2 separate regions of the Anser cygnoides genome follow, and region 1 is linked to region 2. A link is a contact called in public Hi-C data. All regions are on one chromosome and are shown on one strand. The core of a region is the stretch at or near the end of the contact, and the rest is flanking DNA. Distances in the headings are between cores, read along the strand shown.

Evidence for each region. Hi-C and Micro-C count contacts between places; a contact is called where the count stands out from the background.
Region 1: a contact with region 2 is called in a Hi-C map of liver, with 7 times the contacts expected there. The contact joins the enhancer-like site here to the promoter of CFLAR in region 2. A contact is called at or near these places in 2 of 7 Hi-C or Micro-C datasets (both in liver).

The regions. Positions count from the first base shown.
Region 1 is chr6:1,918,464-1,923,906 of Taihu_goose_T2T_genome, forward strand. It overlaps the pseudogene LOC106039955. Among named protein-coding and RNA genes, the nearest start is that of BZW1, 17 kb to the left of the region's middle. Within about 2 kb of position 1,873, at least 1 of the 3 cell types and tissues checked has open chromatin away from gene starts, as enhancers often do. A contact at or near this core is called in liver, where this site is marked.
Region 2 is chr6:1,778,197-1,783,760 of Taihu_goose_T2T_genome, forward strand. It overlaps CFLAR (CASP8 and FADD like apoptosis regulator), which reads right to left and starts at 3,845. Exons shown (of 10, transcript XM_013187581.3): 1 at 3,704-3,845. LOC125182160 (a long non-coding RNA gene) reads left to right here and starts at 3,823. Exons shown (of 2, transcript XR_007161303.2): 1 at 3,823-3,957; 2 at 4,252-5,253.

The DNA.
Region 1 (5,443 bases), core at 623-3,122, 140 kb after region 2:
AGAAGAAAAAAGCAACCCTTTTTAACTGTGTTCTATAATTTACCTTACTTTAAACTGTGCATAAAAAAAAAGCTATCAAGAAAGACTTTGATATAAAGGAGTTGGTGCTTTTTGAAAGCTGCTCAAAAATAAAAAATGAAGTTACAAAACCTTAGAGGGGAATTCATTATTTAACAGAACAGATGATCGTGTGAAAAAATGGTAATAAGTCTAACCTCTACTTCGCTTGCATTGACTTCTGTTCCAACTGATCCTGCTGTATATTTGCCATTAGATACAGTTGTTGTGCTTGTTTTGCAGAAGTGTGTATATGACAGTGGAATCTTCAGTTCACAACTGGCAATCTTTAAAAAAAAGTAAACAAAAAGATATCTAGTCACACTTTCAAGTGGTAGTTTCAGGCTGGAAAAAAAAAAGCATTGCCATTCATCTCTCTGTATATATGTGCACAGAGAAAAGACCTAATTTAATTCAACAGTAAAACTACAAGTAGGACAATGCTGAAGTCTTCCTTAGCAATTATTCTGTAAATCAAATAATTATTAAATTCAGATATTAGAAGATAGGATAAAATAACACAATGCAATACTATGTGTTTTGCCATTAATGAGTTAGTATCTTAGTCTCTTAGATCAGGTTTTAGTTGCATACAGAAATTTTTCAATCAGGTTTTAAGAACAGTTAATTGCTCTTCCTCATGGATTTTCAAATCTTATGTTTATGTTTTCCTTTCTAGCTCATTTGAAATGGCTTTGTTAGTTTGTGTTCCCACTTCACTGTTTTTCACAGTGTTCTAATATTCAGCTTGTTTTGAAGGAATGGTCTCAGTTTAGCTCCAAAATTATCTATTTAGCATACGGTTTTGTTTGTCACTATTTACACCAGAATGCATAAAAATGGTCTGCTGTTATCATCAGTGTCGTATATACTACAAAGTTAAATTTTCAGCACTTCGTCTCCCTCTGCAAAAAAAATGTTGGATCCTTTTGGCATATATTGTCTGTGCCTTAGCTATCCTAATATCAGTGATGGATCCCATGAAGATGTTCAGCTCATATCCAGACCTTGAAAGATCACTTTGTTTATAGCTTATATTTTTCCCAAGTTTTGTTTTCATCAGTAACTCAAAAGTAACTATCCAACATTAAACTTGGCTTTCTTATACCTATAGAATTTTTCTGTTGCACTTCTTAGTACCGTTCATCTTTTTGGCTGTTATCTTTCTTGTTGTATTTTTTTTTACTCTCAGATGGTAACTAACTAACCTGTTAACATCTTAGTGTGAATTTCTAGATGCAGTTCAATTCCAACATGAATGACTAGTACAGACCCATCTATCTATCTATCTATATATATATATATAGCCTAAAGAGAAGACACAGAAACATAGTGATTTTCTTACCACACTGAACAAAGGTGCATAAGAAAAAGAACAAGGCGAAGAGATTTATTTTGCAAGAATTAGTATATTAAGAGCGAGTGGAAATTCTCCAGTAGTCTGACAATAACAAATTTCACTACTCTAGGTGGACTCTAAATGAGCTAGTAGTTATTAACATGAGTTCTGCAAGGATCACAGTAATTCATTCAAATAACAGAAAAGCACATCTTTCTTCTTCTTAAGTTGGGTGACCACATACATGCTGTCTCTAGTTGTAATATATTTGCAACCCCAGATACTATTCCCTGCTCGTCCTCAGTAAGAGAAGAACAGAGCAGACTTTGAACTTGGTTCAAAGGCATTTTGGACAGATGACAAGTTATCTCCTAATATGAACATCTACAGAACTTTTCTTTTAAAACAGAGTAGCAGAATTGTAGTGTAGCGTTGCCTTTTGAAACCAAGGGATTACTCCTAACCTTTTTTGTTTGCATGTATCCACACAGGGAAGTAATAAAACTGATGTTCACAGTATATAATTTTGATGGAGCAATGACAACTCCTTTTCCATTCTCTCTTGTAGGCTGTCAAGAAGCTTAGAACCTGATTCACTTTCTGTTTGTACTTTGATGCAGCCCTGTGCCAGTAAATAGCTATCTTAAATAGGGGAAATGCAAAAAGCAGAAGGAAATGGAAGTAATGAACTTTCATTCACAGGTAAAAGCAGGAACAAATAACTTCCAAAGGAATGGTGATGAAAGAAATCAATCCCCTATAAGCAACCCAAACCCATGAAGGAACAAGTGGATATGAAAGAGAATTAGAGATTCTATAATGAGACATTTTGGTGCAGTGTGCAATCAGATCCCGACACTCAGAGAGCAAACACGGGAGCCCAAGAGGTGTTGTGAAATACAGTGCCTCTGAAACATTTTTTATTTTTTTTTTAAGTAATTTTACATTGAGAAATAATGGTCATGTGATCTTGTTGGTGCCAAATTGTGACATTTGCAATCAGGTAACATTTTGCTGATGTCAGGCAGTCTCACCTCACAGAGACCAGAGTAAACAATAAATCTATTCTCTAAGATTTAGATCTAGATTTTGGAAAGTCAGCACAATGCCTGAGCTTTATTTTGAAGAGTTGTGAACTGTAACTGTAATTTATGCCTTTTATTGATCTTCTGTATCAAGTGAATTGTGATCCCTACATTCAATGTTTATTTACCATGAGAACATTGTTGAATGAAATATATGAATCTCTCTCTGATCTCTTCATCTATGAATTTGTCCAGAAATAATCAAGAGATGCAACAAAGAAATTGAGCTATGAACCACGTGGATTTACTTTTTCATGCATTTGTTCTTCATAAACAAATTATAGTATTTGTTTGAACCTGAAACCAATTTGAAAGAATTTTTGGTTCAAGGCATGAATTAAAAATAACAAAATCAAACAAACAAACAATAACAAACTTAAAAAACTACCAAAGCCTTGAAAAATTTTCCCAGAAAAAGATTATCTTGAGCAGTAAGAAATTCCAGTAGCAGGGTTTAACTTATTACATAGCAGAGACTAGGGAAGTGATTGTGCCCCTGTACTCGGCTCTGGTGAGGCCGCACCTCGAGTACTGTGTTCAGTTTTGGGCCCCTCGCTACAGGAAGGACATGGACGTGCTCGAGCGAGTCCAGAGAAGGGCGACCAAGCTGGTGAGGGGTCTGGAGAACAAGTCTTACGAGGAGCGGCTGAGGGAGCTGGGCTTGTTCAGCCTGGAGAAGAGGAGGCTCAGGGGCGACCTTATCGCTCTCTATAGGTACCTTAAAGGAGGCTGTAGAGAGGTGGGGGTTGGTCTGTTCTCCCGCGTGCCTGGTGACAGGACGAGGGGGAATGGGCTAAAGTTGTGCCAGGGGAGTTTTAGGTTGGATGTTAGGAAGTACTTCTTTACCGAAAGGGTTATTAAGCATTGGAACGGGCTGCCCAGGGAGGTGGTGGAGTCACCATCCCTGGAGGTCTTTAAAAGACGTTTAGATGTAGAGCTTAGCGATATGGTTTAGTGGAGTACTTAGTGTTAGGTCGAAGGTTGGACTCGATGATCTTGAGTTCTCTTCCAACCTAGAAATCTGTGATACTGTGTGATACTGTGACTATTTAAATTATAGGAGTGGTCATTTCCCTCACTATGGACTAGATTATGGAAGGTTCCAAGTTCCACATTTTGACAGTTAATGATTTAGCTTTTTGCTGGGTTAAGATAGCACGCTGGGAATCAGAAACCCAGGTTTCTGTGAGGTGAATATTCTTATACTGAGTTAGCATTTATGAAGAGGTCAGCTGCATACAGTGATCTTTCTGAAAGGGAGTACATATACCTCAGTGGATGATATTTTATGTTAGTCTAGCAAGTAAGAATTTTTTTCTTTTTCTCTTTCACTACTGCCTGTAGAGATTATGCTTCCTGGTTTTGGAGAGAAAAATAGAGATCTAAGATCGTAAAAGCACCATTTTGAAGAGGTTACCTCATGAAAATACTTCACATTAAATCCAAAAGAAAACTTGGGCAATGGCAATCCCTTTCTTTTTCCAGTAATTTTTCTTGTTCAACTCTTCTGCCATTGCTTTCTGGCTGTAGTTGTCAGGCTTGTCCAAACATTCTTTCCAACATTTCCACAGATTCTCCGCATCAAACTCTTCTTTGAAGCCTGTTAGGTTATCTCCTTTGTACATGTGTATTTCCCTAATCTAAACAGTAAGCAAATTTACATGGTGCTGTAAATGCATTGTCCACTTTCAACACAATGTACTCAATCACCCGCAATAAGAGATTATAGTTGTTCAAATGGATCCATTTGCTTTAAAGAGACAGTGAAAGCTGTGAAAGACACTCAAGACACCAACAAGATATAATTGCTTTAAGGTGGAGTACAACTATACTCAGGAGGCCTGAAAGCTCTCCTTTTTTTACACTGATGTAAGTAAACTGCCTTTAAATCAAAGAAATTGCATATAAATCATAGGAATTGCAATAGTACTACTGAAGAAAAAAAATCAAACCTTCAGTTTCAGGGGAAATTAATGAATAAATTTATCATAATAGGCTGCCTAATAAAACCTCTTGTATCTCTGTCCTCATTGAACAGATCTGATTTTTTTATGTCCTGAATTTTCAATGTCCAATATCACCTGACAGGAAATACTGTATTTCCTTTATGGTATTTTCTAAGCCATATCTGGGTCACAGATGTATTTCTATTTTAGGCAGGTAAGAGCTGCATCTAACAAGAACAGGTGTACTGTTAAGAGAAATAAATTGGAACAAACAGCTATTATTTTCTTTTTGTGACCAGTTCTGTCATTGTGTTATCAGTGAAGAACTTACAAACTCAGACTCATCTTTTGAAAAGCCATAATTTAGATAGCACTGAAAATCTGCAGCTATAATTCTACCAACATTCACGAATCCAACCTGTAATACTGCAACCATTGCATGAGAGGTCTTTCCTCTCATGTAGTTCAAGCTGCTCTTTATAAATAAGCTAACCAATTAACAAATACAGCCTGACATTCAGACTACAGAACACAAGGGATTTTTTGCCACCAAATTGGAAAAAAAGACCTGCATGGATTTCTGTCTAAAGGATGGCATCAGTTTGGATCTGAATACACAAACCAAGAGCAAAATACATATAAAAGCCACAAATCACCAGAATGCCTCAGATGCCCACAAAGCTATTCTCCCACCTAGACACTGACTATACTTTTACTCACACAGAATCTGAAAATATTGTTCAGCACTGTTTTCCGCATGAACAGAGACCATAAGGAGGATGACAAGATCAATAAAATCACTAAACAAAATATTAACTATGATTATGCTTACTCTGCTTTCTGAAGATACGGTAATCACCTTTCATCCTGATAATTTCATCACCTAGACAGCAGAATAAAATGAATAAATGGTGCATATATTTGTCTTATTATATGTTCAGAAACATGCATCAAATTTAATTTTAGTTTTGATTTCTTTTTCTTTAAAAAAGTTATATATGGTTTTATATTTTAAT
Region 2 (5,564 bases), core at 2,595-5,094:
GCCACTTCTTTTGGCCATTCCAGAAATCTCAGATAAACTATTTTTTTTAAACAACTCTAATTGATTATCTTTATCTAATCTTTTAAAAATATTAAAAAAAGAAAAGAGGTGTGCATGTGTGTGTGGAGGGGCGGTATTTCCTAGAGTTAGGATTTTAGACATGAAAAATTAATATTTGTATTATCTAAAAATAATCTGCCTTTAAAAAATACAATTTATTTTTGTGAGCTTCCATTATATAAATCACATCCTCATTATGAAAAAAAAACATTGATCAATACTTCCAGTGCTGAATCTCTCTTACCTGTTCACAATCCTATCCATAAGAACACTGAAAAACTGTCATTTGATTGTTGCTGTATCACTGATCCAGATCCAGCACACAATAGTTTGCAACCAGTATTTTCCAGTGATGGTCCATAAACAGTTGATTGTATCAGCTCATTTGCTGTTGGTCAGATATCAACATCACAAATTACTGCTACTTAGTTTTGTAAAGTGAAGGGAAAAAAAAAAAAAAGAAGTAAAAATGAGCTAGGATCCCTCTTTCTTCTGCATAAATCCATTGATCCAGTGAACTAGGAATGATGCACCAAATACAAGGAATAACAACTGTGCATACATAATCATTGGCTAATAGCACTCACTCCCCCCATAAGGTTTTAAAGGGGCAATGACTTAAGAGCAAAACTATGTGTTTCAGTATCTGAAACAGAATTTGTAACTTTGCATCCAAAAACAATGTGTTTTGATAGCAGTAATACCACACTACTCAGATAAGCCTGATACATCCCATCTGCATACAGCTGAGGCAGATGAACTTCACCATAAGGGATGAAGGGCCTCATGCACCACCCTTCCATCTGATATGAATACTTTTGCAAACATCACTGTTACAGTTATGACAGCTGCAACAGAGACAAATAAAGAAAAAGAGGTATGCAATGACAATGTAATACCCAGAAGTCTGGCTTTCAATTTAGATCTCATGGGCAGTGTGCAAGAAGAGTTGCTGAATGCCAAAGAATATAAATTCTTTACAAGAAGGAGAGCGGAAAAAAATCAGCTTAGCTTCTCAAAAGGAAAAACAAAAGTTCATATTCATCAGAAATAAAGCCACCTCAGTAGATTGTGTGTTCTTGTGCACGTGATTTGCCAATATCACTGCAAGAAAATACTTAACATTTTTGTCTTTGGTGTTTCAATGCAAAGCTTATGAAGTGGGAAGATGGTTAAAAAAAATTACCAAGAGTACTACACACTCTTATTTTAAAAGAGATCCAGAATCATTCCAAACAGCTGAAGTCAAACACCACCACCAATACTAACAGTAACATTAGCGGTAGAATAAAGGCCTACACACGGAACAACAACAAATCTCTTTCTTTTCTGTACTTGAAGGAAACCCCCAGGCACAGTGAGGGAAAATAACTGAATGAAGGGACAGTTTTCACTAAGTCTAGCTATTTTAGCTCACTCTCGCCCCAATTTTTCAAGAGCTCTTCTGGGAAATACTTGCAAAGTCTCCATAGAGAAAACCACTGATTCTAGGGTGACTCATCAGTCCTCCTGTCCCCCAAAAAGGACTGAGAGAAAAACTCAAGGAGGTTAGTATCAAAGTGCACTTAAACATCAGATTTTGTTTTTCATTAACTTTGAGGCTTTCTTGAACAGAACTGATAATTTTAAAGTTGAATTGACACCTATGGATGAATTTCTCATGTACTGCACTGGAAAACACCTCTGTGACGGGTCTATTTGTCAAAGTTTGCACTGACTTTTGACTCTTGGTAAAAAAAATATTTTAAACCTTGTTTAAAGATAAACCTGAGACTATAAACAAACATATTTACTCCTTAGAGCACAAGGCATTACCATTCCACACTAGACAAACAAGACAGAAAAGCACCAGTATGTTAATCTGCTTCTACAAAGCTAATGAATTTAATTACACTCCTATTTCTGAACTTTTTCACATTGCCCACAATTCATACAGAACTGAACCAAAATCAGGTCCAGATTTCTTTTATTTCCCCCAAGATGCAGCAAATAACAACGTGCTAAAACTTCATACACAAAGACATGCAAGGATATACTAACTCCCTGCTGGCATTAACAACTGGAGATGTATACATTGCTCAAGCAATTTTACCCTTTGATGTTTAAAACCATGCTTAAACCTTTGCTCCCATGACTGCAACACAAATATTGCACAGCATACAAATACCAGTGTGATTAGCAAGGCAAAGCATAGCATCCTGTATTAATTATAATAATATAATATAATTATATTATAATATATTATATATTATATTATAATATAATATAATTATATCTATTATGCCTCAGATTAAGAGGGAAGGTTTTTCAAAAGAATTTGGGAACCATTTCATACTTTACACTTCGTCTACAGTGAGCCTATCACTTCAGACAGCATTTGTTTCTTTAACATTTCACAATAATCTCTACAGCAACAAAAACAGGATATAAAACATCTGTGGGCAGGGTTATTTGGGAAATGCTCTGTGTTTCTTCCACAAGATGAACTCATGTGGAAGCCACTACACAAGAGATGGAGAGTAGGAGGTTACTTTACTACAGCAGGTACTATAGCTACATTTAGTGCTTTCTCCGTTCTGCTTAGTTTGATGATGTAGAGGTGGTGAAAACACAGTATTAGCTGCCTTTTGAATCCGTATAATCTAACATTTTTCCATGTTAAATGATTCAGAGCATGCTCCATAACTTTAAAGTTTCCCTGCAAAAGAACAAGTACGAGATGGTAGGAGGTATCCAGGGAAAACAGGGAAATCCCACAGTAACTTTCACATTTCTTATTACTGTATTAGGCTTAAGTAGTCATCAGTCTAAACTAGTAGTGATGATGCAAATTTCCATTTAATAATGGAGCAATTTAGCACCCCAGTCATCCTAATAAAAAAAAAAAAAACCATGACACACACACACAAAACGCGCACACACAAAAATCAAACTACCAACAAAAATAAAATTGGCTTTACCCTAGCGAGTTTATGCAGATTTTCTAACTACGTCAATTTAAATCACACTTCAAAAATAAAGAGAAAGGAGTCTCCGCTCTGCAAGGCAAAAAGGCAGTGTCGGGATTTCCTTTCTCCTCACGAGCAAGGACGGGCTCATGCCCCACTTGCTGCCAGCTCTCCACATCCGGCTCAGCCCGGCCGCCCGCCCGAAGGCCGGCCCTGTCCGCTCCCCAGAGAGCCCAGGCTTGGGCACGGGGGGAGGGCCCGATGCCGGAGGACAGTGGGTTGGGGCGCCTACCTTTAAGGCGCAGGCAGGAAAAAGTACGCAGGGAAAGCAAGAGATGAAGGTATAACGCACCCAAGCGCGCCCGGGATACCTCATCTACAGCAGCAGGACCAGGTTCAGCATTGGGAGGAGGAGGAGAAGGGGGGGAAGGGCGGTGCCCGCTTAGCAACGCGCTCCCCTATACCGGGCGTAGTTTCGAGTAGCGCGGCGAAGGAAATCCTGACTGCGTAGTATCGCCTTTCTTTCTCTTTCGCATTCGAGTTTCAGAGCATGACTTTTTCAAGGGCTTTTCACTCATGTTTCTTAAGATTATCAGCGACTACAGCCACCCCTCCGCGTAGATAGCAGCAGTCGCTGCTCAAGGCTGAGATCTCCCCTCACTGAGGAACGAAGACGCTAGTTTCAGTCACCATACCCTAATTATTCATCTGCCGAATCGTGTTCCTCAACCCTTACGATTTATCGTGATTCCAGCCATTTTGGAGCGAGCGAATGAAAAATTACGCTTTTGTTTTGCAGTAATTCTCAGGGCAGCAAACAGCTGCGCAAAAATCTGCCCACCCCAAAATGGCGGCCGAGCTGAAGCGAAAGGACACGTCACCTGCGCGCAGCCTCCGCCCTTACGCACAAAATGGCTTCCAGCTCCCCGGGGTGCGGAGGAAATTCTGCGTGCGTAGTATTGTCTTTCTCATTCGAGTTTCAGAGCGTGACTTTATTAAAGTGCTTTTTGCTCACGCTTCTTAAGGTTATTAGTGACTACAGCCACCCCTCCGCGTAGATGGCAGCAGTCACAGCTCAAGGCTGAGATCTCCCCTCGCTGGGGGACGAGGGCACTGGTTTCAGTCGTCATACCCTCATTATTCATCTGCCGAGCCGTGATCGTCAACTCTTACGATTTATCGTTACTGCAGCCATTTTGGGGCGAGGCGAACGAAAGATTACGCTTTTGGTTTTGTTTTGCAGTATTTCTCAGGGGAGCGAACAGAGTTGCGCAAAAACACCACCCCCCATACACCCTCCAAAAATGGCGGCCGAGCTGAACAGAAAGGAGACGTCACCTGCGCGCAGCCCCCGCCCTCACGCACAAAATGGCTTCCAGCTCGCTGAGGTGGGGGGGGTGACGGAAACGCTGTGACGAAAAGGGGCTGAGGGGATCTCGTAGTTTGTACGCGCATCGACCGCAGACGACTTAAGTAGATTTTCAGATGAGTAAGGTTTACCTCTATATTTTTCCGTCTGTGAGGCTGGCAGGAAATAGTCTATTGCCAGGAAAGGTTAGTATTATACATGTGAAATAACGATCTTCATAGGAGTAGAATGTGTATAATTATTAAGAGATTTGTATATTCTACAACATTGGCAAAATATGTTCATCCTAAATTAAGGCAACAGCCTAGGGCAGTGACTAAAATGCTGTCTGCCTATTAAATCACTGAATGATACTATCTTAATTCATAAATATATGAAAATTACATAGACTAGTTCAGTGTAACAGTGAACATGCTCAATATATCTATGTAAAATGTTGGTAATGTGGGAATAAAAATGTTCTTTTTGCACAGTTACATTGTTTAAAGGTAAGGAATGTGGTACGGAGATATGCTTGCAGTGGTAAGAAAACTTAGCAGACGACCTTGTAAAATGCAGACAACAAGACTCCTTAGAGCAATTAGGTGAAAATCACGGTGTCAAGTCAGATAAGTGAAGAAACATTACCATTTCAAACAGTAAAAAAGTCAAAAGAAATTTGAAAATTAACAGGCCAGCAACTGAAGGCCATGTATTGTCTCTGAAGCATCAGATTGGTTGTGAATCTGGATTACCTAGTCTATGGGGAAAGAGGGGAGGGTCCCAGTCATCCACAAATAAAGTATATAAACTGTACTGTGTGACTAGTAGGTGCGTGCGCTCCTGCTTGTGGGACACCCGCCATTGCAATCACGAATAAAATTGCTACTTCACTGAGATCCTTGCCTGAGCCTATGTTATTGACTACAGAGTGTTTCTCACAGTAATATACAATAAACTCTTAATAAACAAAATGATGTTTAAAAAAAGTTGTGGAGGAATGCATTAGTTTGTCAGCCAAACTAGATTTGTATCAGTGTATTTTACATCTTTTGGTCCAAATAAAGTAAGCAACACACCAATGAAAGAGCCTTGAACAATGTCATGCAGAGATGTAAAAACACTGAACAGTACAGCTGCCACAAAACCAGATGTTTATTGGTTCTAAAAATAAAACTGGTACAATTTCACTCAGAAAAGTTGTGTAA